Linked DNA regions of Rattus norvegicus: region 2 is linked to region 1. The links are chromatin contacts, called in public Hi-C maps. All regions are on one chromosome and are shown on one strand. Each heading gives the region's core, a stretch centred on a gene start, on an enhancer-like site or on the middle of the called end of the contact. The rest is flanking DNA. Distances are from core to core; before and after follow the strand shown.

Region 1 (3,953 bases), core at 1,101-3,600:
GAGTCTCCCCACGTTGATATTCCGGTGTCTCACGGTGCGTGGGCAGTGTGACAGACCTCAGGGCAATGACGTAGGGGTCCCTGGAGGAGAATCAGGGTCAGAGTGAGTCAGAGATCACCCACAGGAGGATGCCTTGCTCAGGATCAGCTGTAGGAAGGGAACATCTGTGGTAGCAGCATCGGCTTCAGGCCCCTGGAGCCCCACAGACCTGTGTACCTTGGGGTTTTCGTTCTTCTGGTCCTTGTCTCCAGAAAAAGACATCCATGCCACATCCATGCCTCAGGAAACAGCCACAAGCTTCCAGAGAGCAAGGAAAGGTATCCCCATCTGTGGCCAAAGCCACAGACAGCCTTGCTTTCAATGTTTGCCCTTGCTGCCATGGGTTCTGAGTCCCACCACCAGTGGGCAGCAGAGCTCTGACTGCCATGTCGCTGCTTTTCCCAGGAGAGGGAGATGAGGCCTCCCCACCTCTACTGAACTCCTCAGAAAGCAGGCACTCACCCACTGTCACAAGGCTTCCTCCTAGAGGCCAGGATCACAAAGTCTTGGGGCTTGGTGTTACCACTCAGGGTAGGGCTGATGACATGGTAGATGGCGTCATCCTCATCCACTTGCTGCACTAGCTCCACACTCCTGTTGGGAGGCTGAAGTCAGGACTTGGGTCACAGCAGCTCTCTATGGGGACCAGCTCTGCCAGGCTCCTGCAGATTGAAGCCTCCTGAGCAGCCCTGGAATGGGTTCCTTACTTCTACACAGCACAGAAGGGCCAGAGGAAGGGTGGGGACCCTTCAGGATATGTGCATGCATGAGTGTGTACACATATGCTTGTCTATACACACAGCACCAGAGCAGATACACAGGCACATGCATTTACAGAAGCACTCATACATACACACAAACACACTGACTCAAGCAAATACAAGTCTGCAAGCTGACAGCATTGGCTGTCAACTTGACAGAGTCTAGAATCATCTGGGAAATGGGCCTCTGGGTATGCCTGTAGGGGATTGATTATTAATTGATGTAGAAAGACTCATCTCAACTGGGCAGGGGAAATGGAGACCATGAGCTGGGCACCAGCATGCATCTGACCGCCCTACACCCTCCTTGTCTTGCTATTGTGAATGCATTATGAACAAGTGCTTCGAGCTTCTGCTGCCTTGATTTCCCCACCACAGTGGACTGTACCTGGAACTGTGAGCCACAGTAAATCCATTCTCCCTTAAGTTGCCTCTGTCAGGGTGTTTTGTCAAAGCAATGTGAAAGGAAACAGTCACAGGAACACAAAAAGCTACATACAGGCATGGGCTCAAACATGAGCATGCATACATAGGCACCCAGACAGACACCACCAAACTCACAGATCTGTCTGCAGGGGCACACGCCCCCAAGCAGCTGTTCGAGGATTTGGTCTTTGTGCATACTGTCCAGTGAGTCTCCAGTGTGTAGGTATATCGCTATCGACTGATATTGGTACCCACAGACACATGAGGACACAGCCACACTTCCCCCAGCCCCCTGCTGCACAGAGGCTGGCTTGGGAGCAGGCTGGCTGTGCAGGCCTAGGGGAGTGTGCTGGTCACTCATTCTTAGTGAAGATTGATTTGGTTCACAATAGCCCACCTTTCCCGGATCCTCTGCCCAGATACCAACAGTCACCTCTCAGTTCCAGAATGCCCTGCTCGCAGGTCCTGGTTACTCATACACAGTATTTTAAAGCAACACAGTTCTTTCCCTTCTTGCCACTTGCTTGATCTCTTGTTCTATGCACGTGTGGTTGGTTGTGTGTACACGGGTGTGCGTGCACATGAACAAGTATGAGTGTTGGAGGGCAGGTAGTCACATAGTGTTGCGCTGCAGGTAACAACCTCAGGTGTGTCACTGCTGTCTGCCTGTGTGTGTGTCAGACTAATTTTGCCCTAGGGGTTCCAGGGAGTCTCCTGTCTCTCTCCCATCTCAGAAGGAGCACTGGGACTGCAGACAAGAGCTACATGTCCAGCTTTACATGGTTCCTGGGGGTTAAAATTCAAGTTCTCGAGTTTGTGTGCAAGTACGTTATCTACTAAGCCGTCTCCCAGGGAAGAAAGCTTAGGCAGGAAGCCGGGGCATGAATGGCTGTAATCACTCTGCTGAGGACAGACTCAGGAGGAGTGGGCTACTCGTGGGAAGTCAGCTGGTGATGTGCAGCTGAGTCCCCAAGTCTATCCAGCCTCCTAGGGAAGCACTTGTAACGCCAGCTCCGACTGAGCCACGGCTCCAGCAAAAAAGACGATGACCCTGAGGATGCTAAGCAGACCCGCTGTAAACATTAACTTTCCCAACCCCATGAGTTGGCTCAATGGGTAGGGCACTTTGCCACCGTGTCTGCTGAGTTCAGTCCCTGCGTCCTCAAGTCAGAAACGTCCTAACCAATGTCAAGCTATTCAAAACAGATGCGGGACTCAAACTCCAGCCTCCGGGTCGAATTCCAGGCTCAGTCCCTTCCCTAGGGCTTCCACATACCCATGACTTTGCCACCTAACACAGAACTGTATAGCCAGACCCACCACAGCTGAAGGCCAGTGGGAGCAAAGCATTGTGGGGATCAGCAGGCAATCCCCACCACCACCACAACCACCACCACTACCACCACGACCACTACCACCACCGCCACAACTACCACCATCATCACCACCACCACTACCACCACCACCACCTTTCTCTTAGCACTGGCCCCTCACCGGCAATGCTTGTCCCACTCTGGTCTTCTGCTCAGGTCTGAGAGCAGCTGAAAGACCTGGGCGGCATCCACATTTACCACCATCTCCAAGTGAAAGGACAGGAACTCCTCTTCCAGGATGTACAGGCGAACCTGCGGAGCACAGAGGGCAGCCTCACCACAGCCCCAAACCACGCTGCTGGTGGCATCTGTCCGCTGGAAGTCAGGGCTGCCGCTGACTTGCTGTCTGACTGAAGAAGTGAGTGAATGGCCCTGAGACTTAGTCACAGCCCTGTGAAAATGGACCTCTCACAGAGCTCAGTGTGAACAGACAGAAGGCACTGCTTTAAGAAGCAGTGGTCAGAGCTGGAGAGATGGCTCAGAGGACCGGGATTCAATACCTAGCACCCACATGGCAGGTAACTCCAATCTAGGGCACCTGATACCCTCTTCCAGCTTCCCTAGGTACTAGACATACCTGTGGCACGCAGACATGCCCAGGTAAAACACTATACACATAAAAATAAATAATTATTTAAGAAAAGAAGAAGCAGTAACTGAGGCAGCAGAACTCCAGAGTCTGGCTTCATCCCTAATGTGACAAGTGGGGAGGTGACAAGCACAAGAAAGGCACAATGCTCCCTGTCCCACTTCTGCAGTGATCTGCTGTGCTTGGACCCAAAGGAGTAAGTGGGAAGGAAGGGGGCCATGCAAAGTGGTGGGGGGCTCAAGGGTGGGTAAAAGGTGGCAGGCAGGAAGAATTAGGGGCTTCACTCAGAACCCTTGGAGACAGTTGGGTGGCGTCACGACCTCGCTGAAATGCTTTTGATGCTTGCAAGGAAAAGAAAGGTGGGTCGGTTACCTCACTGATCTCCACAGACAGCACCCAGTTATCCTTGGCCATAAGCGTCTTCAGAGAGGACACGTTGTAATAGCTCAGGTATACCTGAGAAGAGGACACAGATGCTACTTTCTCCTGCCCCAGGGGTCCCTGTGGGGCTATGCAGATATGGTATAGAGCTGGGTTTTGGCAAAGGGGATCCAGGGCCCTCACATAGAGCCCTAAGCAGCCACGCCCTCTTACAAAAGAGGGAGCACACACGAGTGTGTGAACAGCAATCATGGAGAAGGGCAGAGGGCAGTCCACCACCCTGGACTGGCGAATTTTTTTCCAAAACTCTTCTGGCCGAAGGAAAGAAAAAGGACCCAGTGGGCTTTCAAACAAAGAGATATACCTGGTTGCTAGGATCCCAGG
Region 2 (3,902 bases), core at 915-3,414, 45 kb after region 1:
TGGAACCAGAACCATTGAGTTCAAATCCCAGCTCTGCCATTTCCTGCCTCTGCAACCCTAGACAGGCTGCTGACCCCTCTGAGCCTAAGTTATTTCTCATCCGGGATAAGTGTGGAGAGAGAGGGTCAGGGTGGGGAGAGTACTGGTTACTTTCTCACTGCTATAACCAAATACCTAACCAACTGGCTGAAGGAAGGGGCGGGCTCGGCTTGGCTCACGGTTTGAGGAAACACAGTCTATCAAGGCAAGGAAATGATGGTGTCAGGTGGTCACACTGTGTCCACAGACAGGAAGCACAGAGAGGCAACACTGTTACCAAGATATCTTTTCTCCCCCCCCCCTTGTTATGGAGTCCAGCCCATAGGAATCTGCCATCCACATTCAGAGTGAGTCTTCCCTCCTCACTTAAACCTCTATGGAAACAGTCGCACAGACACAACCAGATTCTGAACCCAGCCAAGCTGACAGCAAAGATTAGCCTTAGCACAGGGACGATAAAGTGGGCCTGCCTCACTGAACTGAGCGCGTTAGCATGTGCACGCTCTGAGCATGCTGCCTGGCAAAGTCAGAGCATGGAGATACTCCACCCTGGGCTTAGGGGACAGAAGCAAGAGACCCAGTAGCTCAGATTCCATCCTGGGCATGGCAAAGAAACCTAGGTATCCCCTGGCCTCTGACAGGGCTGGGTACACCGAGGACAGCTCGTAAAGTTCCCCGGGGTAGGAGAGATAGAAATATAACCCAATCTTCCATCCCAGTGAGAGCAGGGTTCACAAAGATGCATGGTGCCACGAGAAACCTAGGAAGGCTTTCCAGAGGAGGCAGCATCCCAGCTGAATCTGAGGACTGAGGAAGAAACTGCCAAGAGAGACAGCAGGCTGACGGAGGTGCAGGGAGGCCGAGGTCACTGGCGGGAGGTACGGAATGCACAGCAGCTAGAGAAAGCCAAGGTGGCCCACAAGAACGGAAAAAGCCAGCCCCTGCAGTGCTGCTGCGAACACAGAGGGATGGATGGTGAGGCATGGAAAGAGAGCTAGGGTAAGCCTGCCTGGTAAGTCTGAGCGGATGGCACGTGCCACAGCTAACTTTTCAGAGGTAAGTAACCTCTAGTGGGAGAGCGGATGGAAGGAGCTGAGATCCTCAGAGTGCAAAGAGCCCAGGGCTGGGCAAGGGTGCTGCTGGGCTGAAAGGACAAGTGAGGTGTGTATTTGCCCCAGGGCCTCTTCTGCAACAACGACCTCGGTTGGCAGATACTCTTGCTCAGCACTGGCGGGACAGCCTGTCCTGAGCCCTTCTCCAGGCACCAGGCCAAAGGCCCCCAATGAGCCACTGTGTGCTTGGGTGTTCCTGGGACCTCAGCACCTATCTCAACTCCAAAGTCCCGGCTAGGAGGTTCCAGGAAAAAATACTTCCGAAGGTCATAGCATAGGACAATCTCCACATGGCCTTCTCTCTCACATGGCTGTGTGACTTACTCTCCTGTTCTCGCCTTGTGCACACACGCCCTCACGTCGTAAATTCTGTCAGGGCCATAGCCTCCAATCCTGAGCTGTGGAAGTAGGAGGCACAGAGCCCAGAGCACAGATGGCAGCAAGATTGTGCACAGGACACAGGGACACACACACACACACACACACACACACACACACACACACACACACACACAGCAGCGAGATTGTAACAAGGCACACACAGCAGCAGGACTGTGTACAGAACATACACATCTACACTCAACCAAACAGAATTGCAGAACTTGCTACAGAAGATTCCATTCTACCCAACCACAGACTGCCAGCCTGAGGGAGCCCTACTGTAGGTCCCTGGGGCTCTTTGGAGAGACTCTAGCTATAACTTAAGAAGTCCATGTTCTGCGATTTCTCCTTCTAAAGGAGACAACAATACAGACAGCAGACAGTGAGACTAAAGATGCAGATCCGACTTTAGAGGACAGCATCTACTTTCTGGGCCCCACACCAGGAGACCTGTTTGTCTCCCAGTCCACCCTAACCCACAGTTCATACCCTTCGTAAGTGGTTGCCCACATTCTGTATCATTTCTGCTCCGTTTGCTGGGTTGCCACGCTGTGGAGGGGGTCTGTAGGCTTCTAAAGGGCCGCTGGTCACCTGAGTCCCAAGCGTCCAGCAGCTCCAAAAGCAGCCGGCTTCTCCTGGCTCCTCCCCCAAGCTCCCCGCCCTCCGGAGCCAGCTGTAAATATCTCCGCCCCGTGTCCTGGCCTCTCCTCAATCCTCCCTCTGTGCCCCCCCTCCAACCCCAGCACAGAAGGCACCCTAGCACCTGCCAGCTGGGCCACAGCCACGTGGGGCCTGATACCCACCTACTGGCACCACCAGACTGTCTTTATGGCTCTGGACCCAGCCAAATTCCAGCCCCCATTCTAGCCCCCTACCCCCTGTCCTTGCCTAACAGAATGGAGATCCCAGATCTCTTGCCAGGGATTCCATCCATCCACAAGAGGGCAGGCTGGAGTGTAGCAGGATGCCAGGAAGCTGCCAAGGCCTCCTAGAGAGACACCAGACCCACCTGCCAGGATTTCACCTTCCGGAGTGCTGCCCACTAGCTTAACTCCTGGACCCAGGTTGTCCACATCCAGCAAATGCTAAACTGGATCTGTACACTAGGCTCTGGCAGTCACTTCCTTATAAGCAGGTAATTCTTTTAAATGAGGCACGTGCCAAAGTACACCCGGTATGCCACGTGGTATGCAGCACCCGTGGCCATCAAGGAGTGAAGTCCTCCAGGATTTTGCCTTTCCTCTGTCACTTCTGCAAGAGGTTTGAGGCAGAGGACTCGACACACACTGGGCAGGACTTAAAAGACCCAAGGGAACAGGTGACCAGATGGCTGAGGACAAGTCCTGGACCACCAAACCTCTGCTGTGATTCAGGCCTCCTGCTGATCCTCTCTGTGCTGCACAGGAAGGATCCTTGGGGCTGGGAAGGTGTGCATCTGAGGCACCACGGCCAGTATGGAGCAGATGGGAACAGATGAGCAGAAGTTTCCTCTGCCTCCTGCTTCTGCTTCATTCACCACACAGTTATTAACACATCCTCTTCCAAAGGCCCTGAGTTCGCTACCATGCCCAGGACTCTGGGCAAGTCCTCTCTCTCTCAAAGCCTTGGCTCTAGGAATCAAGGACTTGTGCGTCCTTCCTTGTGAGTTCTTGTTAACAATCTGCACACTTGTGTATCTGCAAATGAAAAACTGAAGTTAAACCTGAAAGACAGAAGGATGAGCACCAATTGTACTAACTACTGCCTGTAATCCCAACACTCAGGAACCTAAGGCAGGAGGATGGCCATGAATTCAAGGCCAGCCTAGGCTACATGTTGAGTTCCAGGCCAGCCTGATCTATAATATGATGATAGACACTGTCAATAAAAAAAAGAAAAAGAAAAAGAAAAAGAGAAAGAAAAAAAGAAGGATGGGGACTGGAGAAATGGCTCGGCGGTTAAGTGCACTTGCTACTCTTCTAGAAGAGCCCAGTTGGGTTCCTGTATCCATGTCAGATGGCTCAAAACCATCTGTAACTCCAGCTCTAGGAAATCCGATGTCTCTGAGCTCCACGGCATCTGCTTTCATGCACACATACATATCCAGATGCAGACACACATACCTACACCTAACTAAAAATAGTAAAAATAAATATTTTATGAATGGAGGTAGAGGCTGGGGAGATAGCCCAGTTAGTAAAGTGCTTATTGTCCCAAGCATGAAGACCTGAGTTTGGCTCTTAGCATCCATGTAAAAAAAGTTGGATGCACTGCTGGGCACCTGTAACCCCAGCACTAGGGAGACAGATATACAACGTCCCTTGGTGACCAGCCTATCTCACAGAACGGGTGAGCTCCAGGTTCACTGGGAGACCCTGTCTATGAAACAAA

The links. A called contact is a pair of places that touch in the nucleus more often than the background predicts.
Region 2: a Hi-C map of kidney shows a contact between it and region 1, with 2.5 times the contacts expected there. The contact joins the promoter of Acot11 here to the enhancer-like site in region 1. A contact is called at or near these places in 6 of 12 Hi-C or Micro-C datasets (the A7r5 cell line, the Rat2 cell line, Schwann cells and 2 more).

What each region holds. Positions count from the first base shown.
Region 1 is chr5:126,757,326-126,761,278 of GRCr8, forward strand. It overlaps Acot11 (acyl-CoA thioesterase 11), which reads right to left. Exons shown (of 16, transcript NM_001271383.1): 11 at 3,934-3,953; 12 at 3,561-3,644; 13 at 2,721-2,851; 14 at 502-633; 15 at 1-80. Among named protein-coding and RNA genes, the nearest start is that of Fam151a, 16 kb to the left of the region's middle. Within about 2 kb of position 2,351, at least 1 of the 93 cell types and tissues checked has an H3K27ac peak or open chromatin away from gene starts, as enhancers often do. A contact at or near this core is called in kidney, where this site is marked.
Region 2 is chr5:126,802,343-126,806,244 of GRCr8, forward strand. It overlaps Acot11 (acyl-CoA thioesterase 11), which reads right to left and starts at 2,165. Exons shown (of 16, transcript NM_001271383.1): 1 at 2,022-2,165. The coding sequence starts at 2,054.